Linked DNA regions of Rattus norvegicus: region 1 is linked to region 2. Evidence: chromatin contacts called from public Hi-C data. All regions are on one chromosome and are shown on one strand. The core of a region is the stretch at or near the end of the contact, and the rest is flanking DNA. Distances in the headings are between cores, read along the strand shown. Region 1 holds the start of Zfp598 (zinc finger protein 598). Region 2 holds the start of E4f1 (E4F transcription factor 1).

Region 1 (6,920 bases), core at 1,172-3,671, 210 kb before region 2:
TCACCTCCACAGCCTCACAGCAGATGGGAGCCCACCTAAGCTGCCATGCTCAAAAGTCCGGATTACCCTGGTTCTTCACCAGACCAGCAACTTCAAACTTGTCACCCCCCACTCCGAAACCTGTACAAGGTTCACCCAGCAAAGGGAGCTGGCCAGTTACACATGACATTTTTGTTTGTTTTAAGGCAGGGTTTCTGGCTGTCCAAACTCATTCTGTAGGCCAAGCTTGGCCTTGAACTCAGAGATCTGCCTGCCTGTGCTTCAGAGTGCTGGGATTTAAAGGTGTGTGCCGCCCCCATCCAGCTTCATATGACATCTTAACACACACCCCTCCTGATTTTCACTTAGTCACACGAAGGGACTAAGGGTCATTGTGGAATTCTGGGTATGAATACAGGTCATATTTAGAGGGTAATGCACGACTCAGTAAGGGACAAGGTAGGGCTGAGGGTGAAGCTGCTAGGGTACCAGTGGAGGAAAAGCAGGATGAAGAGAGAGGCTGAGCTGGACAGGTATTGCCTCACCCAACTTCCCAACAACCCCAGCTGCCCAGCATAGTGGTGCAAGTCCAAGAGGAAGCCCAGGGTTGGCCAGGAACACATAGTGCCAAACCACACCCCAGCCAGGGCAAGATGACAGCTCATGTCAACAGCCCCTGCCACAGAGCTCTTAGAGGGTGTGGGGCAGACACTGCCTACAGCTGACACATGTGCGTGTGTTCACTCACTTCCTGAGTGAGACCCAAAGCCCATACATAAAGACCTACAAAGTGTCTTCCCAGAAAGAAGCTACAGGTGTGCTAAAAACCTCAGTGTCAGGACCTTTCCATCAGCGAGTGTGCAAGACTGGCCAGCAAACTCCAGCAAGGACCTCTGAGTGAGCGCTAGCTAAAAACTTCCAGAGATGTTTCTGAATTCCCAGAATCCAGTAGGCTAAGGCTCCTTCCACCACCACACTACTGTCTGAGGTCTGAGCTCCTCCCCGGTACCACATGGATGCTTAGGGAATGTTCCAGGATTCCAGCTGGGTGTGCTGGGCATGGAGGGAATGACCCTCAGGAGTTAGAGGTAGGTAGATCTCTGTGAGTTCAAGGCCACCCTGTTCCATAGAATGAGTTCCAGGACAGCCCAGCTACATAGTGAGACCCTGTCTCGATATGGGACATGGTGGTGCATTGCCTTTTATCTCAGCAATCAGGAGGCAGATACTGGTAGATCTCTGGGTTTGAGGAGACCATGTTCTACATAAGTTCCAAGCCAGCCAGGACTACAGAGTGAGACCCTGTCTCAAAGAAAATTAAAAAGGTCAGAAAGTGAAAAAAGAAAAAAAAAAAAAAACCCAACAATTTCTTGACATTATTTCTATCTCGGCATCACTTCTAGGAACAGGAAAGAGTGATTAGCCACTAGCCAAAACCTTCCATGAACCAACCAAGGTAATTTCACAATTCTGAAAGCAAACAGATCTCTAAAGGCAGCAAACCAAAGGAGGTTCGGCTGGATACTCCCCACCAACAGCTGGCATTGCTGGAGTGTGGATGTACACCATGAGCCCTCTGACCCACCCCTCAAGGATTTCCAAGTCTAGACAATCAGAAACATCCTCTTCCCACCAATCTAGAAGGAAACCTCAAAGCTAAAACTAGTAACAAGGAGGAAACTTCCTAAAATTGTGGACCGCCACGCACCTAGGAATCAGGTCCTGGTATCACCTCCACTCTACAAATGGAAACGCTGTCTCAGGAGCTAAGGGTCACCGGTGGGGCCCAGAAGCCCAACTAGTCAGGAAATGTCCAGTTTAACCCTTCTCTCCCCCCAACCCCCAGCAGTCAGCTTACAGGGTAGACAGTCCCTGGAGGTTCCCCCTGGCTGTCTGCTCCATCTCAGTGACGATCCCGAAAAAACTAAGATTCACAGACAGGAGGGCTCTCGACCTGACCTTGCCCTTCCCGCAGCCGGGTCACAGGGAAAAGTCCCCAGGCTTATTAGAGTTCCCACAGGCATCGCTCCTCCTTCCCCGGCCCAGCCGCCTCTGGCTTCTCCCAGCCCCAGGAGGCCCGGTGATCGCATGGCGCCTCGACCGACCACCGGGCCTCCGGAGGGAGCGGGCGCGGCCAGGCCGCAGCCGGACACTGAGCAGGCAAAGCCATCAGGAGTCCACCCTCCCCGCGCCCGGTCGCGCGCCCCGCTGGCGCACCTGGCGTAGCTCCTCGCGGCATACGGCGCAGTAGCGCTGCTCGCACAGCACCCGCATCTTGGTAGAGCACCGGTAGCACACCGGGTGATCGCAGCGACCCAGCGCCGTAGCCTCCAGGTCACCGCAGCACAGCACGCAGCTCCCGCCGCCTCGCTCCGGCGCTGCCACCGCCTCCAGAGCCGCGCGCCGCCCCTCGGCGCCCGCCGCCGCCATGGCCGGGCTCCGGCCCCCTCCCGGCCGGCGCGGCACGGCGCGGCCTGGCTCCCGGAGGACCCGCCCCTTCCGTCGACGTCACTGCCCCTCTAGGCAACCGCCCCGCCTGGCGGAAGTGCGCGCTACGACTTCCGCCCGCCCGGGTCTGGTGTGGTACAGAGCTGCTGTTCGATCCCGACGTTCTACCCCGTGACTCCAGTGCAAACCTTCCCGGTCATATAAATGCGGGGACTCTCCGCCTTCCCCGACCCTAGCTCTAGAGACGCCAAAGGAAGCGTAGGGTATCCAGCATTTCCGATACACCACGAACAGTGTTAAGCTAAGTATCACACAAACTTTCCTGGACCATACTTATTCGTATTATACTTCTATCTTAAATGCAAATTTAACGGGACGTCCTGGGAATATATCTCAGTGGCAGAGACTTGCCTACCATGCCTGGGTTCCATTCCCAGCAGTATATATATTTCTCTTGTTGTAAGACATATACATCCAGCCAGACATAGTATCTAGAAAAGGGAAGCACCTAGAGGTGGTTGAGTGGATAGTGGTGAACCCTAGGCTTCAAGTCACTGCAGTTGTTGGGAGGTCTCTGGATTTCTTATGAAGTGAGATAGGTCCACATCTGAACCCTTCTAGAAGGAGGCAGTATATTGTGTGTGAGAGTCGAGAGTACCGATAGCTAGCTAGAGTCAGAGAAACGGCCTAAAGCTCTAATTCTGGTACTTACGTGCTTGTGAACTAGGTTGGCCCACCGAAGCCTCATTTGTAAAACTGGGGAAACCATACCAAGTAAGTAAAGTGGACTGGGTTACACTTGCTATCTTCAGACAGATAAGGGGGATTTACCTCTCCCAGGCAACTGGGCAGCTGTTAAGTACTGTTGAAATGACAGGGTGTGGTCACACACACACCTTTAATCCTAGCACTCACAGGCACTGACTTTGTAAGGTTTTTTTTTTTTAAAGATTTATTCATTTGTTATATATAAGTACACTGTAGCTGTCTTCAGACACCAGAAGAAGTCATCAGATCTCATTACAGATGGTTGTGAGCCATCATGTGGTTGCTGGGATTTGTACTCAGGACCTCTGGAAGAGCAGTCAGTGCTCTTAATAATGGAGTCATCTCTCCAGCCCCTTTGTAAGTTTTGAAGTCAGCCCAGTCTACCTAGAGAATTTCAGGCCTGCCAGAGTCACTGTCTCAAAAAAAAAAAAATCTGTTAAAATGGAGGGCAGGAGAAGTGACTCAACAGTTAAGAGCAGTGGCTTTTCTTTTTTTTTTCTTTTCTTTTTTTCGGAGCTGGGGACCGAACCCAGGGCATTGCGCTTGCTAGGCAAGTGCTCTACCACTGAGCTAAATCCCCAACCCTAGCAGTGGCTTTTCTTGCAGAGGTTCAATTCCCAGCACCCAATGAAGGCTCACTACTATTTGTAACTTCAGTTCCAATGGGTTTCATATCTTCTGGTCTCTGAGGGGATCAGGCACACAGGTAGTACACAAACATTCATGAAGGCAAAAACCACATACATATAAAATAAAAATAAATTAAAAAAAAAGAAAAAATTCCTGTTAAAATGAAATTGACTGTTAATGGTAAGCTCTTTAGGTGCTGGTGACAAGTAGTTTATTGCCCTTGTTTGTACAAATCAGCGAAGGTTGAGGGATGGTGAATGTGACTCCCTAATCCACAGTTTTTGGCCTCGCCCTTGCTGCTCTGATGCTTTTAACAAAGGGAGTGATAGTTAACCATACAGCCAGACTACCCATCTGCCACCGTTTTGAACGCTCCTTAGACGACTTGAGCAAACAACGCAATGACAGAGTCGGTTATCCCTCCTCCTAAAGGCGCAGCCTCAAGCAGGGAGCTGTTTGAAACAGTTTATACCAGACATCTTTAAAATCACGAACCTGGAACTCAAGATGACCCTGTAGGTCATCTCAGGCCAGAACCGGGGACTATTTCCCAGGAGGGCCAGCAGAGGGCGTATTGGCCTGAAGAGACAAGGCTGTGATTGGCAAACATCATTCTCTAGCCATGTAAGCAGGCTGGTTGTTCCAGTCGAGGCGGTGAGTCACTGGAACGCTCTCTTCTGCTACCTCTGCTGTTGCCCCTTTAGACTTTGTAAAAGGCTTCTCTCTACAGGAGTCTTTTCTTGCCTGTTTTTAATAGAGCTGGCTGAGTCGGTAGCATGAAGAAACAACAGATCAGTAGCTATGGCACTGTGACAGCAGAACGACTCCGCTTACTGTCATGCAGTCCACAGTGTGGCAGGTAAGAAGGGAGCTGCAGTTAGCTTCACAGATTCATCAAGAGAGCCTGTAGGGTAAACGACAAATGGATGCCCGACAGTGGTGGCAGGTAGCTCTCTGAGTTGGAGGCCAGCCTGGTCTACACAGAGAGTTCCAGGACAGATAGGGCTACACAGAGAAACCCTGTGTCTCAAAAGCAAAATGAAACAAAACCAAAAAGAAAAATGAGCCAGACTTGGTCTACATGGTAAGCTCTTGGGCAGCCAGGGCCGTGTAGAAAGATCTGTGTCCAGAACAAAACATGCAAACAAAAATCCCCAAACAGACAAACCAAAAAAAAAAAAAAAATCCAACAACAACAACCATTAAAGGCAGACAAAAGGAAGCAGGAAAGACTCCATTGCATATTCATAGAAGAGATACTGGGTGTATGATATGGGACTACAATGCCTTAGACAACAGTAACAATCTCAGAACAGTCAAACAAGAAGGGAACCCCCTCTTCGAGGGGTTAGGAACTAGACCAGTTCATAAAGTGCTTGCTGTGTAACACTCCCCACCACGGTGACAGTGGACTAAGCCAGCCACTGTAAGCAAGGGCCAATTAAACACTTCCTTTTTGGGGCTGCAGAGAGATTGGTCAGCAGTTAAGACCTCTTCCAGAGGTCCTCAGTTCAATTCCCAACAACCACATAGTGGCTCATCTGTAATGGGGTCTGATGCCCTCTTCTGACATGTAGGTGTGCACACAGATAGAGCACTCATTTAAAATAAATTAATTACGGCTCAGTGGTTAAGAGGGTATACACAGTTGTGAGCCTCATGTGGGTGCTGGGAACTGAACTCATGTCCTCTGCAAGAACAGCAGATCTTTTTTTTTTTTTTTTTTTTAAGATTTATTTATTTATTTATATAAGTACACTGTAGCTGTCTTCAGATACACCAGAAGAGGGCATCAGAACTCTTTACAGATGGTTGTGAGCCACCATGTGGTTGCTGGGAATTGAACTCGTGACCTCTGGAAGAGCAGTCGGGTGCTCTTAACCGCTGAGCCATCTCTCCAGCCCCAAGAACAGCAGATCTTAACCACTGAACCATCTCTACAGTCTTCCCCTAACACCCCCCCTGTGTATATATGAGATATATATGAAATATATATATATGTATATATATATATATGAAAAATATTTTTGAGACAATTTTCCTATGTGGCCACAGCTGTCCTCAAAACTCCCTAAGTAGTGGCCTCAAAGTCTCAGAAATCTGCCTGCCTCTGTTATCTGAGTGCTGGGATTCAAGCTGTGTGCCTGGACCTCTTCTCCTGTCTTTTAAGTCTTTGATTGGTAGACAAAAGAACCCATCCCTGTGTTCCTCCCATTGTGGAATAGGAAAACCAACTCCTGAAAGTTCCCCTCCAACCTTCACAAACATGCCTACCCTAACACATAAAACCCATTATCCACACATACATGATGATGATGGTGGTGATGATGGTGATGATGGTGATGATGATGATGAAAAGGAGGAGGAGGAAGGAGGAGGAGGAAGGAAGAGGAGGAGAAGAAGAGGAGGAGGAGGAGGAGCTGAGGAGGTAGACACAATAACAGAACCCCCAGAAGCTTTCAGGCCAAACATGAAAAGATCCCGTCTCAAACAAGATGGGAGGCAAGAACCAACCCGGAAGCTTTCCTCAGCACTCACAGTGTGGCTCACAACCATCCCTACCTTCTGCATCTGACATCTGCTTCTGACCTCTGAAAGGCAGCAGGCATGGACACAGTTCACTCGCATACGTGATGTGCAGGCAGGCACGAACATAAAATAGCATAAAGAGATTTTGTTTAGAAAGACGAGGGGGGGGTTGGGGATTTAGCTCAGTGGTAGAGCGCTTGCCTAGGAAGCGCAAGGCCCTGGGTTCGGTCCCCAGCTCCGAAAAAAAAGAACCAAAAAAAAAAAAAAGTGCATAGAAAGACGAGGGGAGGGCTGGAGAGATGGCTCAGCGGTTAAGAGCACCGACTGCTCTTCCAGAGGTCCTGAGTTCAAATCCCAGCAACCACATGGTGGCTCACAACCACCTGTAAAGAGATCCAATGCCCTCTTCTGGTGTGTCTAAGACAGCTACAGTGTATTCATATATAATAAATAAATAAATCTTTAAAAAAAAAAGAAAAGAAAGAAAGACGAGGGGAAGAAGTGTTACTGAAAATCATGTGAAGCCCCAGCAGAGCTGTCATAAGGTGCAAGAGAGAACCAACTCC
Region 2 (6,701 bases), core at 3,172-5,671:
TTTACAGTGCTTTAGAACATAGAGGCAGTATTGTTAGTGCTACTGCTTTGGTGATCTAAGTACAAAGGCAGGCCATGGCTGGGCATAGTGGCTCACACAACCCCAGAGTTCAGGAATTTGATGCAAGAAGGTTTATTTCATTTTCTCTTTTAGTTTTTTAAAAGCCTTTTTTGAAAAAAAAAATGTGAATATACTGTAACTGTCTTCAGACACCAGAAGAGAAGCATCAGATCCCATTACAGATGGCTGTGAGCCACCATGTGGTTGCTGGGAATTGAACTCAGGACCTCTGGAAGAGCAATCAGTGCTCTTAACCGCTGAGCCATCTCTCCAGCCCCTAGAGGACAACTTTTAGACACTGATACTCTACTCACACACAGAAACACTCACACCACCATGAATTCTAGGCTCAAACTCAGTATATTAAGGTGCTTTTACCTGCTTAGCCATCTTGCTGAGCAGAAAAATTTCTGTGAGCTCCAGGCCGGCATTCAGCTGCACAGTAAAACCTTGTCTCGGAATAACATCTGAGGTTAAGGAGATCTCAGTACCAGGGCACTCATCTAGGCTGCTTGGGACTCCGTGTTCCAAACCAGCAGGATACTGGGCATGGTAGCACATACCTGTAATGCCAGGATCCTGAGACTGGAAGAAGGAGGGTCAGAAGGGCTGGCAAGGTACCGTAGTAGTTAAAGGCAGTTAGCTGCTGCTCTCCTGGAGGGTTCAAGTTCAGTTCCCAGTACTCCACATGGTGGTTCCTAACTGTAACTCCAGTTCCAGGGGAGTCAATGCCTTCTTCTGCCCTCTTAAGGCATCCACTAGGTACACAAATGGTGCATTCACACATGCATGCAACAAAACACACACACGTAAAGAAATCTAAAAAAAACCCTAAAAGTTCAAGGTCACCATTGACTACATAGGGAGTTCAAGGCCAACTTTAGATACATAAGACCTTAGAGAGAGAAGGCAGGATGGTGGGCAACCTCATTGTTCTTCTGAAGCCAGGCCAAATCCTAGGTTGTGGAGGACAGCCCGAACAATTTATCAAATTCCCACCTCAAAATTTAAAGAACAGGTACTCCTCTCTTGTAACCCCTTCTACTCAGTCTTCCTAAAATTTCCCTTAAGAAATTTATGTTCTCTCTGGAAAGAAAAATCCTCACATTTAAAAAATTAAAAAGGAGAATTTGAGTTCCTGTCTATCAAGACCATGGTACATCAACACTTGGTGTCCAGCTAGAGTCCAGGGAAGGAGGCCATCTGAAGTGAGGGGGGCTGTTTTGCTGCCTGCTAATTGCAGTGATCTGCCTGGGCCCAGGACATTCTAGTCAAAGCTCCCATACCTCTAGGGGGTGACTGGGCAGGAGTCCTGGCCTGCCCCTGAGAATTCTACCCAGTAGGTTCTCTCTTTCTCTTGGACTAGCTTCTCCTGTTTGCTACACCCAAGTCTTCTCCCTTTGTTTTTTTATTTCAGGGTCCTGCTCCCCACCCCCAGGTGCTTCTTTTGTGAGATAGGGGCTTCTTATATAGCCCAGGGTGGTAAATTCATTGTTTTGTAGCTTCAAATTCATGGTGATCCTTTGGTCTCAGCCTCCCAAGTGCTAGAATTCTAGGTGGGCCCCTCATGCCCAACTCATCCTCCCTCCCTCCCCCTTTGTCCTTTCTCTTTCTCTCTCTCTCTCTCTCTCTCTCTCTCTCTCTCTCTCTCTCTCCCCTTCCTCCCTCCCTCCTTCCCTCCCTCCCCGCCCCTTGACATTATTTCACTTCTAGGCTCCTGGATACTGGCTTTTCAACTCCTCTTCAGCATCTCTTCTGAGGGAAATATTCCAGGATTCTGGGCTCATCTCTTCCCTGAAAGCTCTCGAGCCTTGGGCTAAAAACAAACAAACAACCCCTCCACACACAAATCTTTAATCCTAGCACTTGGGAGGCAGAGGCAGATCTCTTGAGTTTGAGGCCAGTCTGGTCTACAGAGTGAGTTCCAGGACAGCCAGGGCCACACAGAAACCCTGTGTGTCGGGGCGGGGAATTGAACATGCCCATGTGTGCGACAGAGACAGGGTCACTGGGGTTGGCTGACCCTAGCCACAAAATGGTGAGCTCCAGATACAAGGTGAAGAGGGCTAGAGGGGGTCATTTGACAGCATCCTCTGTGGCTCCACGGTATACACATGTGTGCTTGAGTCTGCCACCGCCCCCAACACACATACATTTTGGAAAACAACAAAATGGAGATAATGGATTACTTTTTGAACAAAAACATTCTTAGCTGGTAGAATGATAATTTATCTAATTTATTTTTAACTCGTTTTTAGACAGGGTCTCACTAGGAAGTCTTGGCCGGCCTGGAACTCTCTGTGTAGCCCAGGCTTGTCTCTAGAGAGACGGCTTAGTGGTTAAGAACACTGGGGTGATGGTGGCAGCTAACAACCGCTGTAACTTCAGTTCCGTGAAGTAGGGCACCATCTTGTGGTCATTGTGGGCACTGCATAAATGTGTATAAACATGCATGTGTGCAACGCCCATACAGATAAGATAAAACCTTTTGGGGCTGGAGAGTTGGCTCAGTGGTTAAGAGCACTTGTTCTGGCAAAGGGCCCATGTTTGATTCCCAGTACGCATATGGAAGCTCACCACCTTCTAGGGCATCAGGCATGCGTGTGATGGAGAATACTACACACAAAATAGTAATAAAATAAATCTAAATAAAATTTTCAAAGGATGAGTTAAAGGTGTCAATCATTCCTCCTTTACAGAAAATGTTTGCTCAACTTTCTTATATTATGTTAAGATATTCAATTTTATCTGAATAAAATTACAAGGCTAGGCATAGTGGCTCGTGCCGTAATCCCACCCCCCAGGAAGTGGAGCGGTGTGAGTCTCCTGGGATTTTGAGGCCAGCCTGGTCTAAATATTTAGTGCATCACTTGTATGCCTGATTCGTGGGAGGGCAAACGAGGGCATCTGATCCCATGGAAATGGGGTTCCAGATGGTTGTTAGAGGTCATATGGCTTCTGGGGTACAAATCCCTGTGTGAAAGAACAGTGCTTTTCCCTTCTGAGCCATCTCTCACCCTTTAGCATTCTCCCTTTAAAATACAAGGTTTGTGTATATGTATAATTATATATATGTGCTATACATGCTTGCATGACAGAAGAGGGGCATCAGATGGTTGTGAGCCACCATGTGGCTGCTGTTTGAACTCAGGACCTCTGGAAGAGCAGTTAGTGCTCTTAACCGCTGAGCCATCTCTCCAGCCCCCAGGAGATACTTAAAAATAAAAGGGACTTGGAAACAATACAAAAGTATAAAAGCAAATTATACAAGGATGTTCAGAGCAACACTTCATAATAGCCAGAATGATAGACACAAGTTGAGTGTGAATGAAATATAAATGTGTTGTTTGTACAATGTAATATTATTCAATAATTCTCTTTCTGTTTCTCTCCTTCCCCTGTTCCCTTCTCTTCTGTCCTAGGCTGGCTTTGAACTCCTTGTTTAGCTAAGGATGATCTTGAACTTCTGATCCTCTTACCTCCACTTCCCCCAAATGCGGGAATTATGGACCTGAGATACTCTGCACATTCTTATTTTTATTTTATTTTATTCATTTTGTGCTTGGTAGGTGAGCTGTCTCCCAAACCGAGCTACAGTCAGTACAGGTTTTGATGATGAAAGTGTTCTAGAACTAAGTCAGGCATATTCCCAGCACTGAGTTACTGGCCACTGGGAGTAAAAAGCCACAAAGCCAGACCCTGTCTCAGCCAACAAACCGATTAATTAACCAACTTTGGAACTAAATTTTGTTGATGAGCACTCAACACTGTCAGTGTACTAAATGTCGCAAGTGGCCATTTTTATGTATACTTTTCAAAACTATATGAAGAGTAAAAGTCTTCGGAAAGGGGCACTATCTCCAACTGGAGTTTTTTTCTCACGCCCAGGGAATTCTGACATTGCAACCCTGATCTGAGTCCAGGATGCTATAATGGGTGGTGTCACTAAAGAGTTCAGATTCTCTGGGCGGTTAAGAACACAATGGCTGTTATTTCAGCGTATCTAGGTTCAATTCCCAACACCTACATGTAACTTCATCTGCAATTCCAGTTCCAGATACCCATAAGAGGGTTCCGCGGTCGCCAGGATGCACGTGGTGCACAGACATGTATGCAGACAAAATATCCATACACATTAAAAACAAACAAACAAACAAACAAGAACGAGTGAGAGTTCAGATTGTTTACTCCACCGACAGTTCACCCTCAGCCATGTTCCGGCACGCCCACTTCCGCCCTGAAGTCCCGCGCTGGAGGCTCAAAGAGCTAAGCTCCACCTCTACTGACGCGCTAGACCACAACCCGTAGCCCTGCCCCTTTACCTGTCCATCAAACTCGTTCTTGTCCCGCCCCCTGCCTGTAGGACACGCAGCCCTCGGTGCGGCCCGTTGTTATGACGACATGGTCGTAAATCCGCCATCTTCCTGTGGCGCGTTGCGACATGGAGGGCGCGATGGCAGTGCGGGTGACGGCCGCTCATACGGCAGAAGCCCGGGCCGAAGCCGGGCATGAAGCGGGCGAGGGCGGGGTTGCAGCGGCGGCGGCCTTGTCCAACGGCGGCTTTCTTGGGCTCCCAGCGCCCTTCAGCGAGGAAGGTAATGAGGCTACAGAAGCCTGGTAAGGCCGGGGTGCGGGCGGCTTTGCCCGAGCTGCGGTGTACAGTCTCGCCCGGATCCAGGCTCCTCGAGTGTCTGCAAACCTTCACAACTCTCACAGGGTTCCCTTCGGACCACCTCCAACCCGCTGGGCCAGATGCAGAGGCTCATAGGGAGCCCATTTCTCCAGCCCTTTGGGGTAGATCTGGCCAAGCAGATACTGCTCGCTCCTCTTCAGCGCTCAGCAGCCCTAGCGCCTGCGTCCCCTCTGCCACTGGGGCCTTAGCCCTGGCGGAGCTGATGACTGGAGGCGGGGCCGCCCTGCCAGAAAGGGATTAGGGACCTGACCTGGGGAGGCGGCACCGCCCCACTGAGGACCTGGGTCTACTCTACGGGGTGGAGCAACGATTCCAGGAATGTGCGGAACACCCCCGCTCTATCCGACTTTTACCATTCCTTAAACCAACCTCGAAGGGCGAGCTATTATTAATACTCTTCACTTCAGAGATGGAGATAATTGAGGTTCAAGGGCTGTAAAGTTGTTAAGTCGTCCATCTGGCTCCTGTCAAGGATCAGACTGGAGCCGAAGCTGTAACTCCTCTCCTAAACCCTTTAATTTTTTCCTAGGAGGATGGGAGTTAAAATCGTGTCTGTATGCCGAGGGCTGTGTTGGGTACACTAAGGATTATTTCTCTAGGTACTGATATCTTTCAGAGATGGTTTGGGTATCCCCTGTGCATTAGTTCCACGGAGCAGTGGATTTGATCAGACAGGAAGTGGTTTGGCAAATATATTGCTGCTCTTTGTCACGAAAGGATTCAGTCCCACTCTGAATTCTTTTTCTCCCTTATTTCAGCTTGGAGAGGGTCAGTTACAGTCTCAGGGATCTCTCAGAGAAGTTTCTGGGTTTTTTTTTTTTTTTTTTTTTTTTTAAAAGACAGGTTCTCATTATGTAGATTTGACTGTCCTTGAATTTGTAGAACTCCTCCTACCCCACTTTTCCCATTGCTGGGGTAAAGGCATGTGCTATGGGTTTACTTATGAAAGTGGTTCTTAACCTTCAGAATGCTTTCATCTTTTTTTTTTTTTTTTTCTGGAGCTGAGGTCCGAACCCAGGGCCTTGAGCTCGCTAGGCAAGCGCTCTGCCACTGAGCTAAATCCCCAACCCCTGCTTTCATCTTTTAATACAGTTCCTCATGTTGTGGAACCACCAACCAGAAAATTATTTTGTTGCTACTTCATAACTGTAAGTTTGCTACTGTTATGAGGTGAAATGTAAATATTTGATAGCAACCCTAAGGGGTCGGGACCCACCTGTTGAGAACCACTGGTTTATAGTCTTTTGTTTATTTTATTTTTTTCCTCTTGTGAAATGGGATAGGTGTGACCTTTTCTGGGCCAGGGGCTCTTTCAGTATCAATATGTTGGTGCTGAGTCAGACTCTAAATGAGTGGGGTAAGGCACTTACTTCAGTGCTTGGTTTGTGAGCCTTGTGGAGGGCACCCACCCTCTTTCAGGTGGCCTACGGGCCAGTCATAGCTTGGGTTTGGCCTTTTATTTGATCATTAATTTGTCATTGACTCCTCCTTGTCCTAGGCTGGGTTTGCCTTTGATGTGGGACTGAGTGTAAGACAGTGGAAACTGGCAGACTGCATTGGAAGCTGAGTCTGGCTGGCTCAGCTCAGTGACCTTGAACCTTAGTAATTTTTCTAGGATGGACCAAGTCATCCCTTTCCCCAGGGTGCTGGCATGATTTGGTTAAATTCTTAGGTGCTGAGCTGGAAGGATGGCTCAGTAGTTAAGAATACTCGTTGCAGCTGGGCCCTGGTGGCGCATGCCTTTAATCCCAGTGCTTGGGTGGCAGAGGCAGGCAGATCTCTCAGTTTGAGGCCAGCCTGGTCTACAGAGTGAGTTCCAGAACAGCCTAGGGCTATGCAGAGAAACCCTGTGTCAAAAAAAATCAAAAACAAAACAAAACAAAATTGTTGGTCTTGCAGAGGACCTGGGTTCAATTCCTACTTCCCCAGTAACTAATAAATGTTCACA

Evidence for each region. Hi-C and Micro-C count contacts between places; a contact is called where the count stands out from the background.
Region 1: a contact with region 2 is called in a Hi-C map of liver, with 4 times the contacts expected there. The contact joins the promoter of Zfp598 here to the promoter of E4f1 in region 2. A contact is called at or near these places in 9 of 12 Hi-C or Micro-C datasets (the A7r5 cell line, the Rat2 cell line, Schwann cells and 5 more) and 1 of 1 datasets of contacts at active chromatin or transcription factors (oligodendrocytes).

The regions. Positions count from the first base shown.
Region 1 is chr10:14,194,325-14,201,244 of GRCr8, reverse strand. It overlaps Zfp598 (zinc finger protein 598), which reads right to left and starts at 2,421. Exons shown (of 12, transcript NM_001105770.1): 1 at 2,197-2,421. The coding sequence starts at 2,409.
Region 2 is chr10:13,988,226-13,994,926 of GRCr8, reverse strand. E4f1 (E4F transcription factor 1) reads left to right here and starts at 4,421. Exons shown (of 14, transcript NM_001185046.1): 1 at 4,421-4,655. The coding sequence starts at 4,502.